Regions from separate parts of the Pan troglodytes genome. Here region 1 is linked to region 2. Evidence: chromatin contacts called from public HiChIP or PLAC-seq data. All regions are on one chromosome and are shown on one strand. Each heading gives the region's core, a stretch centred on a gene start, on an enhancer-like site or on the middle of the called end of the contact. The rest is flanking DNA. Distances are from core to core; before and after follow the strand shown. Region 1 overlaps LOC107969155 (a long non-coding RNA gene). Region 2 holds the start of CFAP97D1 (CFAP97 domain containing 1).

Region 1 (5,281 bases), core at 1,798-4,297, 84 kb after region 2:
GAAGAGAGAATATAGAACTTAAGAGAACTGAGCTCTTGATGGAAAGTAGGGGTGGGGAACACAGAGGGGAGGCCCAGAGACTGAGAGGTCTAGGAGAACGGGTTAAAACCAAGGCCAGAGCCCTGGAAAAGGAGCCCAGAGGCCCCGGCTCTTTCCCTACTTACTTACTGTATCTGTGTGACCTTAAGCGAGTCCCTTGGTCTCTCTGAGATGCAGTATTTTCCCGAGTGAACGGGCATTGCCACACTTCACCTCCTCAGGGCGTTGTGGGGACCTTCAAAGCCGTAAAGCCCTTTGTAAATGGTAACGCCTAACACAAATAGGAGAGCACGCTGCCCTCTCTGGGTAGGCCCCTCATCTGGGTCCTGGTTCCAGTCTGGTACTGAGCCTCTGGAGGACAAGGGTCACATTTATTCCAATTTCTCTTCTGCATGCCCCAGTGCCCACTGAGCACAGTGGGAATACAAACACATTTATTATGCACTCTGCATATGACTAGAAGGAACTTTGGAGCTCAGATCCACCCTTTACACAGATGGGGAAAATCAAGGCTCACACCACAAGGTGAGCTTGGTGGTATCTTTACAACTCCAGGTAGTGACAAAACCAGGATGCAGATTCTGAGGAATGAACGAGTGAGAGAATGAAGGGAAATGGGGCAACAGTCAGCATGAGCAAGGGCTGACCTATGGTGGGTCTTAGCCTTGACTGTGCTCAGTGGCCCCGCAGCACCATCGTCTCTCCAAGGAGCACGGAAGCGGCCCCCCGTGTGGGGTATGGGCACAGACCCCAGGGCCCAGGCAGGCGGGGGATGTGCCGGTGGTCCTTGCCACGGGCCACCAGCTTTGCCACCCTGCTCCAGGGCCCTGGCCTCTCCCCAGGGTGCAGGACGCCACTCCCAGGCACTCTGGCTCCGTTTCTTACCAGGCTGCTCTGGGATGGCAGCATCCCAGCATCGCTATAAATAGCATCTCTCCTGGGCCCCAGACGGCCAGTTGGCAAACACTATAATTTGCTGAAAAGTTTGGAATGTGTCTAAAAATGAAGAAGGCAAATGAGACCAGCCATGAGGGGGAGCAACCGGCGTATCCATTTCAGAGAGGGGCTGAGCCTCACTCCTGCTTCTTGCCAACTTCTTTACGAGGGCACTGCAGGCAAAGCTTCAGGGAGAGGGGACAAATGTGAGTCTAGGAAGGAACTATTGTCATTTCCAGCATCAGCTGTGGCGGCTACCTCTTGTATTGGCCTCACCCCTGACCTTCCTGTCCTAACCAAAGAACGAGAGGAACTGCCACTGCTTAACCCTTTGTTGGGCTGTGCTAATGAAATTGAAGGGGACATGGTGAGCATGCGAGGACTGAGAGCCAGAAAGAAACCCCCAAAATAATTTCATTCAATAGTTTCATCCAAACTCTCCCAGTTTGCAAATGAGGAAGTGACTTGACAAAGGCCGGGCACCAAGTTGAAGCAGAACCAGATTTTGGCCAAGGTCCCTGGGCTCCCAGCTGGGTGCTGGGCATTGGATCCCAGGCCTGCTGTGAGGGCTGGCTCTCTTAGGGAAAGGGGAAGGGTCCCATGGCTCTCCCATCATGCTGAAGGTTGACACCTGACAAGTCACTGCAGCTTTCCCTTGTTCTGCTCTGATTCTCATTCTACTCTAAGGAGGCACAGCCACCATTATCCTGATTTTATGGCTGAACAGGCCGAGCTTCAGGGTAGAAACTCATCCTCACCCACAAAGCCATGGGAAGGCTTGAGTAGAATTTACCACTCTGTCCCCAGACACTCTGGGCTGTTCCCACCTTCAGGTAGAACTCACTGCCTCAAAAGCCACCTTTTACTGTTCTTTGTCTTATCTTCTGGGATTGTGATTTTCCCTGTAGGAAAAATCATGGACAATGGCAGTAGACAATGGCAGTAGACTGGTGTGGTGGCTCACACCTGTAATCTCAGCACTCTGGGAGGCCAGGCAGGTTGAGACCAGCCTGGCCAACATGGTGAAACCCTGTCTCTACTCAAAATATAAAAATTAGCTGGGCGTGGTGGTGGGAGCCTGTAGTCCCAGCTATCAGGGATGCTGAGGCAGGAGAATCGCTTGAACCCGGGAGGTGGAGGTTGCAGTGAGCCGAGATTGTGCCACTGCACTCCAGCCTGGGCAACAGAGTGAAACTCCATCTCAAAAAAAAATTCTGAGGTAGAGCCCCAGATCCAGCAGTCTCACTGTATGATCTTGGGCAAGTCACTTCCCTTCACTAAGGCTGAATTTATCCTTATGTAAAACTATAATAAAAATAAAAGCTTCCTTTGGGAGGCCAAAGCGGGCAGATCATGAGGTCAGGAGTTTGAGACCACCCTGGCCAACATGGTGAAACCCAGTCTCTACTAAAAATATAAAAACTAGCTGGCCATGGTGACAGGCACCTGTAATCCCAGCTACTCAGAAGGCTGAGGCAGGAGAATTGTTTGAATCCGGGAGATGGAGGTTGCAGTGAGCCGAGGTCGCACCATTGCACTCCAGCCTGGGCAACAGAGCGAGACTATGTCTCAAAAATAAATAAATAAATAAAAATAAATAATAAAATAAATGAATAACTAATTAAAGCTTCCATTCACAAAGCACATGGTCACGGGCTTTATGTGCATTTGTTCTCTTTGTCTTCATAACAATCAGACGGGCAAGATATATTCCTATCCTATTTTACAGATGAAGAAATTGAGGCAGGGGGTTAAGTGACTTGTCCGAGATCACATCAGATTTTTACAAGTTGGAAACTCACTGCACCAGATGCTCTGAGGTCCTTTACAGCCTTAATAATTCTGCCTTTTGTGGTTCCAAACACAATAGAAACTAGCAATGGCTCGCTTGGTAGTTCTCAGCTCTTGCCAGCTGAGAGGCTTCATTTGGGGGCAGAAGACAGGGAGTAGGGAGAGTTCACATCTGTGAAAAGTCTGTACAGAGGAGGAGCCAGGATGCCCGGTCTTGGCCTGTCAGCCAAGGCCATCTCTCTCTCTCTGCAGAAGGCACCTGCCGCCCTGTGGGGCCGCTTAGTGAGAACTGTGGCTGAAAAGCGACATCGTGTGTCCAGTTGTAGAACTGCACTGTTAGAGAACTCCAGGACAATGAGGAGTGGAGGGAAATATTCTGTTGTTGTGGACTTGAAGGCGCTTTTAAATTTAAATTATTTGTAAAGTTTTAAAAACACACAGGTGCCAGAGCCTCAGACCTAGAGAACCAGCATCTCAAGCAGTAGGACAGAGACCTGTTTTTTTAAGACTTGGGCGATTCTGTGGCAGCCTAGCTGAGAACCACAAGTATAGACAGCTTTTAAGGGGGTGCTGGTATGCTGGTCAGAACTTCTCAGCTGCAACACCTCCACCTGGTGTTGCACTTCTGTCTGGGATACCAGAATGTTCTAGGCAGCTGACAGAAACAAATCCATTAGACATTATTTATAAAGGAAAATCTAGCTGCATTGTACATTTGATTTGTGCTTTGTTAAGAAATAAAATGGCCGGGTGCAGTGGCTCACGCCTGCAATCCTAACACTCTGGGAAATGAAGGCAGAAGAATTGCTTAAACCCAGGAGTTTGAGACCAGCCTGAACAACATTGGGAGACCCTGTCTCCACAAAAAAAATAAAATAAAATAAAATAAATAGCCGGGCACGGTGGCGTGCCAGCTACTGGGGAGGCTGAGGTGGGAGGATTGCTTGAGCCCAGGAGGTCGAGGCTGCACTCCAGCCTGGGTGACAGAGTGAGACCCTGTTTCTTAAAAAAAGAAAGAAAAGAAAAATATATAAAATGGCAGCTGGTAAAAAAAAATGAGTGTAGAAATAGATTCAGTTATTTTAGAGAAATGTCAGTGAAATTCAGTCCATGTATAGAGGATACAGAAGTCTCTCTTTTTTTTTTTTTTCTTTAATGAAGTGGCTCTCAACTGGGAGCAATGTCTGGAGACATTTTATGGTTGTCAAAACTGGAGGGTGCTACTGGCTTCTAGAGGGCAGGGGCAAGGGATGCGGCGGAGCATCCTGCAATCTACAGGACAGCCCCCCACAACAAAGAATTACCCGGCCCCAAATGTCCATAGTGCTGAGGCCCCAAGGCCCTGCTTCCATGAGCACAAAGGACTCCCATTTTTCAGGTCCCCTGAGGGTGGGGGCTCTGCCCTCTTCATCCTCTCTCCCGGGACCTAGCAAGAGGCAGGTGCTCAGTACATACTGCATGACAGAAGTTCAGTGAGGGGCATTTTGAGAAAAATTATCTAATGTGGACACATTTGCAAACCTCCCTAATATGCACAGTCCTGGGTGCATTTCTACATGGCATAGACTGTCTGAAGCTAAAAAATCTCATTTGTCAGCTGGACACTACCCAAGTACACCAAACACAACCTGGGAGTCAGGGGAGATAGGGGTGGTAAGGAGGATTCAGACCCCGTAGAAACGGGTTAAACCTCAGCTCCTTCAAGCTGTGTGTCCTTGGGCAAGTTGCATAACTTCTCTGGGCCTTAGTTTCTTCCTCTGTAAAATGAGGCTAACACACCTTCTCACAGGCTGTTGTGAAGGTTAAATGGCATTGTGCACAAAAAATGATGAGCATGGCCCTGTATGTGCTGATTAAATGTTAGCTATGTGGGCCAGGTGCGGTGGCTCACACCTGTAATCCCAGCACTTTGGGAAGCTGAGGCAGGTGGCTCACAAGGTCAGGAGTTCAAGGCCAGCCTGGCCAACATAGTGAAACCCCCATCTCTACTAAAAATACAATTAGCCGGGCGTGGTGGCAGGTGCCTGTAATCCCAGCTACTCAGGAGGCTGAGGCAGGAGAATCGCTTGAACCCAGGAGGCAGAGGCTGCAGTGAACCAAGATCGCGCCACTGCACTCCAGCCTGGGCGACAGAGCAAAACCCCGTCTCAAAAAAAAACATGTTAGCTGTGATTGGCACCCTCATGACTGAGGTCTGGATTGGTTGGGTGTGGCTGCTGTGCTGCCAGAGACAAGCTATCACTCACATTGTATCTGAACAAGAGTAATGATGGTGCATAATGAATACATTGGGAAGAGGCAGAAGGCCTTGGACTCACTAACTCAAAACCTCCGTGGGAGGGGCCTGGGAATATGCATCTGTAATAAACTCCTGGGCTTTTATTTTTTTGAGATGGCGTTTCTCTCTTGTTGCCCAGGCTGGAGTGCGATGGCGCAATCTCAGCTCACTGCAACCTCCACCTTTGGGGTTCAAGCAATTCTCCTGCCTCAGCCTCCCAAGTAGCTGGGATTACAG
Region 2 (5,597 bases), core at 2,037-4,536:
TTGAGGGCCACAGTGGAGACTGGAAGCAGAACTTAAAAGACTGGGCGGCCGGGCGCGGTGGCTCACGCCTGTAATCCCAGCACTTTGGGAGGCCGAGGCAGGCGCGAGGTAATGAGACTAAGACCATCCTGGCCAACACGGTGAACCCCTGTCTCTACTAAAAATATGAAAAATTAGCTGGGCATGGTGCTGCATGCCTGTAATCCCAGCTACTCCGGAGGCTGAGGCAGGAGAATTGCTTGAATCTGGGAGGCGGAGGTTGCAGTGAGCCGAGATTGTGCACTCCAGCCTAGGCAACAGAGCGAGACTCCGTATCAGGGGGAAAAAAAAGACTGGGGGTGACGTGTGGGGAGGAGGAGTATTAACAAATCTTTGAGTAGATGGGTATTTAGAAGGCTCTGGGAAATTGAACCTCTTTAGGAAACAGACTGGAAGTCAATAAAATACATCTGCACATCTGCAAGCAGCAAGAACAAATACCTGTAGTTTGCTCAATTTTAAAATGTGATTTGTGTGCACCACTGGAGGTTTGGTATCAACAGTAGGCTTCGCTAGAGAAGGGGGATAAAAGGGAACAATGTTACATCACAGGAATTCCAGTAGCGGCCTCAGAAAACCAGCACTAGACAATGTCCTTGACTAATGAACAATTTCGAATTAGGACCTTAATGCGACTCAAGAAGTTTGGTTTGATTTATCAAATGAACATCTCTGGAGAGTTTTGAGCAGAAACAAAAGAATAGTGAAAATAAAATTTACAGAGATAAATGTCCTTCTAATCCAATGAAAGAGCCTCTCTTCCAATCTTTTTCCAATATTATTAGCCTGTCTATTGGCTTCTGAAGTCTTATCCCCTTTCTAACGCACTTCGGCTTTAAGGAGTTTAAAAGAGTATTTCCATCCAGTGAACTCCCTGGTGGAAGATACATTTTGTTATTGGTGCTAATGCCCTCTTCCCCAAACTCAGCAGATAAGGCCATATCATCCCAAAGCTGTGACCTGGTCTGGTTTACTGTTGATCTCTTTATGGGGTACCATTCCAAAATCCCTAATAGCAGTGTCCAGCCCAAACTGCCCACATACCTATTTGTATTCTATTCTTGTGAGATACGTAGTGGCCAAAGTCCAGTTTCTTTCTGAAGGTTGTGCTTTGCCTGTGATTAGAGACGATAACAGGGTAGGCCAGATAATCCAGGGAATTGTTCATCTTCTCTTCCTAGTCTCACTTCAGAAATGAGGTACCCAGACTCCTCTGTGAGGTGCCTAGCTGTCCCCATGACAAGCTGTCATAGTTACCCAGTTATGACATCAGGGACAGGTCCCGGGAAGGGAGTAGGAGCAGCAGAGCATGGCTGGCTGCCTCTGGGCTTGTGTTTTTAATGCTAACCTCGGCTCAAGTCAAGATGAAGGTCAAAGAACTCGAAAGCTTTCCCCCCTGCTTAGAATGCAGATGCTGCCAGCCAACACCAGAAGGAAAGAAGTGGTGCACCGGGAGGGGTGGGCAGGCACGGGGTGGGGTGAGGGATACAGAAATTCCAGCCTTGGTTACACATCTTGGGCTATCAGCTAAGTAGTCTCCACTGCAATAGCTCCCCTGAAGGTGCAAGACCACAAGTTTTGGGGGAGGAGAAAGTTGACCCTAATGATAATCGGATCCAATTCCTTTTGCAAATGAGGAAACTGAAGACCACAGCAGCAGCAACGTTACTCAAGAACCAAGTTGGTGGCAGGACTGGGCTCAGGATGTGGGGTTCCTGAATTCAAGGCCAAATTTGCCCTTTTGCAGGAAGGAAACTGCCAGTTTTTCATGGCAGTAGGGGAGGGCGGCTTTCCTCCAGTACAGAGACTATCTTTTGTACTTAGTGGGAGTTCAGGAAATGCTGAGTGGCTTATGGTGGGCTGGCATCTGCTCCAGGAAGGGCTGCAGAAGTCTGATTTATCTCCACCCCAGCACAGGGTATAGCACCCACTGGGTGCTCAACGCATTTGTTGATGAAGGACTAACACTTATTGAGTGCTCGCCATGCAGTGCTGGGTGCCTTCTTTGAATGTCACATTTAACCCTTCCAGCAACCCTAGAATTAGGTACCATTACTATCCCGCTTTTTTTTTTTTTTTTTTTTTTTCTGCAAACAGGCTCAGGTTAAGTAATTCCTCAGAATTCCAAACCTGACTGCTTTTAAGCACGACGATGACTCTCAATGAATGTTGAAAGCAGATGCGCCGCAGAGTAGGGCTTCTCAGACTTTGATCGTAGGGACCTCCTGGGGTCCGTAAAATGTCCACTCTGATCCAGCAGGGCTGGGCTGGGGCGGGGATTCTGTCAAGCGCCCGGGTGGTGCCTCCACTGCAGGGAGCCGCTCACGAGCCGAACCCGGCGGTCCCTGTAATCATGAAAGACTGAAGCGACCCCTAGGTGTACCCCCGCCACGAAATGTTTATTGGGCCCTGCATTTAATTCAGGGAAGGAAGTTACAGCGCTTGCCAGTTTACAAAGATACACAAACGGCCTGGACCGGGATGGGGCGAGGACCCCTGAGACTCCAGGGCGGTGGCGTCTTCCCCCCGGGACGCGCCCAGGAGTGGCGCGCGGGGCCCCCGCGTCACGGCGCCCGCGCTCCGCAGCTCCCGGAGCCCGGCGGGCCCGCCCCAGGGGCGGGACGGGGCGGCTCCCGGCGCGAGCCCCCGCCCAGCTGACCCGCCGCTCTCCGCCTCGCTTGCTCCTGCCGGGCGTGCAGGGCCCCGCCGCCGCCATGTCGGGCTCGTTCGAGCTCTCGGTGCAGGATCTCAACGACCTGCTCTCGGACGGCAGCGGCTGCTACAGCCTCCCGAGCCAGCCCTGCAACGAGGTCACCCCGCGGATCTACGTGGGCAACGCGTGAGTCCCTTTCGCGAGCCCGGCCCCGCCGTCCCTCTCGGGACGCCCCGCCCACCCGAGGCTGGGGTCGGGGTGTCGCGAGTCTTGGGTTGGGGGAGCCCGGGCGCGATGGCCCCTCCGGGAGCCACAGCGGGGGCTTGGGAGGGGCCTGGAGTCGACGCCTACCCCCGCGCGTGGGGCCAAGGAACTGGAACCCTGCCTGGCCGGGCGCGGCCCTTCCCCGTAGCGGGGTGCACGGAGCCCGGGTGGCGCCTGCCCGGGTCCCAGCCGCCACCCGCTTGGGGCTTGGCCTTGGGCGGGGTCGGGGCTACCATGTTCACTTAACAGGTGGCCCTCGGTCGCCCGGCCGGTCTCCTGCCCGCGCGTCATGTGACAGCTGCCTGGTTCTGCAGTGAGGTCACCGCGGAATGTCTGCCTTCGCCGCCATGGCAACGGGCCGACGTCACAATTCGGGCATGGAATTTTCCCGGCCCGGCAGTCCCGGATCAGGGAACCTAAACACCCCAAACGAGCGAGTCCGGGGAGCTGGGCCGGGATTTCCAGGCCCCCACCTTCCAGATGTGATTTGATTTACAGGAGATTCTAGAACGGTCCAGTGATAACCCCCCTAAGGACCTGAGCCACCACCTAGAAAAGGCTCTTGACCTTTCACCCCCAGGCTCTGTCACCCAGGCTGGAGTGCAATGGCGAGATCTCGGCTCACTGCAACCTCTGCCTCCTGGGTTCAAGCAATTCTCCTGCCTCAGCCTCCCGAGTAGCTGGGATTACAGGCGCCCGCCACCACGCCTGGCTAATTTTTGTATTTTTAGTAGAGACGGGGTTTCACCATATTGGCCAGGCTGGTCTCTTGGCCAGGCTGGTCTCAAACTCCTGACCTCATGATCCGCCCACCTCGGCCTCCAAAAGTGCTGGGATTACAGGCGTGAGCCACCGCACCCGGCCAGTAAGAGATTTTTTTTAATTTAAATTTAAAAATTTTTTTCTAGTAAGAATGTCTAATCAGCAGGAAAGAACCAGTGTTAACATTCTGAGATGTGAAATAGGAGCCACAAGAAAGAATATATTAGCATGCCTGTACAGCCTTGGAAAGGCTCAGGTTGGATTTTCATGATACTCTGAGGACCCAGTTACCAAAATCCTAAGCTTCATGGCTCAGCCCAAGGATGGCATGTTGAAAACTCAAAACTAACCCTCCTCCCATTTTACAGAGGAGGAAATGGTGGCTCAGAGTGTGTGAGGGACTACAAGGACAGGGTCAATGTCTTGTTCATGTATGTATTTCCTGACCTCCGCTATGACCTGCTGTTTAGCCTGCCAAGGACTGCCACGGAAATGGGGGTCATCATGGAACTAGAAGGGGTCCATCAGGCCCCAGCCTCATGGGGACAGTTCTCATCCATTCCATCATTCATTCACCAGTCTGAGCACCTGCTTTATGTCAGGCACTGTACAATGTTCATTCATAGTAGAGATAGTAATAATGATAATTGTAAATTTTTTGAATGTTGAATTATTAATAGTATTAGAGGCCTGGCGCGATGGCTCACGCCTGTAATCCCAGCACTTTGGGAGGCCGAGGCAGGTGGATCACCTGAGGTCAGCAGTTCGAGACCAGCCTGACCAACATGGTGAAACCCTGTCTCTACTAAAAATATAAAAATTAGCTGGGCGTGGTGGCTGGCGCCTGTGATCCCAGCTACTCCGGAGGCTGAGGCAGGAGAATCATTTGAACACGGGAGGTGGAGGTTACAGTGAGCCAAGATCGTACCATTGCACTCCAACTGGGCAACAAGAGCGAAACTCCATCTCAAAAAAAAAAAGTATTAGAGAAGGGAGATGAATGGGAGTGACTCTTCAAAGTGTTTTTTTCTATCAGCCACTGCTTCACAGTCTTGCGCGGTGTCCTAAGCAGGAATAAACAGAGTCCCACAGTGTCAGCCAAAGGCTTCAGGAATTGGAAAGCTCTAGAGACACCCTTCCTCTTGCACCAAGCAGCAAGCAGGCCTTGTTAGCCTCAGGAATCCCGCTTGCTTGGGCAGGTTGGCCATTCAGCTGTCATCACTTCCCAAGTGGAAACCAAGGTTGTACACGTCTGGTGTAGCCAGAGTGGCAATTGCTGATGGCCACTGTAGAAAATACATCCCTTGCCCTCTAAGCACCTCTGACCTTGACTTGGCCAGGGGTGTGGGGGTTCCTCAACAGGGAGGATCAGTGAGCACCAAGCACCATGAGGATTTGGGCTCCATCCCCTTAACAAAATCAGGGCCGCAGCCACGTCCTCACAAGGCAGAGCCAGAGCCTGTGTGAGCCACATGTGCCAGGCCTTGGGGGTTTTGCAGCAGATGTGGGCATGAGGGGCAGAGTGAGGTGGAAGATAGAGCAGGGCTGGATGTCGGGAGAAAGGAGGTCTTCTCCCAGATCTGCCACCAGCAGCACACGGGGCCTGTGCCCATCCCTCTGCTCATCCTGTTGGGCCTGAGTTCAAGCTCTGTTAAGCAGGGATATTGCCATCCTTGTTCCTCACAGGGCTGCTCGCAGTGGGCAAACAAGATCACACAGGAGGTGGCATTTTATAAAGTATAAACTGCTATTTGGACTGGGATGTTTTGTGAGATGAAATAAAGGGGCCTTTTCACCATTCAGACCAATTATTATTTTTATTTTATTTTATTTTATTTTATTTTTCGAGACGGAGTCTCACTCTGTCACCTGGGCTAGA

What was found. HiChIP or PLAC-seq counts read pairs in DNA pulled down with a chosen protein or histone mark.
Region 1: an H3K4me3 HiChIP or PLAC-seq map of stem cell-derived excitatory neurons shows a contact between it and region 2, with 5 times the contacts expected there. The contact joins the enhancer-like site here to the promoter of CFAP97D1 in region 2. A contact is called at or near these places in 6 of 7 Hi-C or Micro-C datasets (blood, induced pluripotent stem cells, a lymphoblastoid cell line and 2 more), 1 of 1 datasets of contacts at active chromatin or transcription factors (stem cell-derived excitatory neurons) and 1 of 1 other capture datasets (stem cell-derived neural stem cells).

Annotation. Positions count from the first base shown.
Region 1 is chr19:24,201,959-24,207,239 of NHGRI_mPanTro3-v2.0_pri, forward strand. All of the region lies in intron 2 of LOC107969155 (a long non-coding RNA gene), which reads right to left. Among named protein-coding and RNA genes, the nearest start is that of MEOX1, 33 kb to the right of the region's middle. Within about 2 kb of position 3,048, at least 6 of the 24 cell types and tissues checked have an H3K27ac peak or open chromatin away from gene starts, as enhancers often do. A contact at or near this core is called in stem cell-derived excitatory neurons, where this site is marked.
Region 2 is chr19:24,117,798-24,123,394 of NHGRI_mPanTro3-v2.0_pri, forward strand. CFAP97D1 (CFAP97 domain containing 1) reads right to left here and starts at 3,287. Exons shown (of 7, transcript XM_001153338.6): 1 at 3,190-3,287; 2 at 1,084-2,384; 3 at 481-551. The coding sequence starts at 1,207. DUSP3 (dual specificity phosphatase 3) reads left to right here and starts at 2,636. Exons shown (of 3, transcript XM_016931727.3): 1 at 2,636-2,878. The coding sequence starts at 2,754.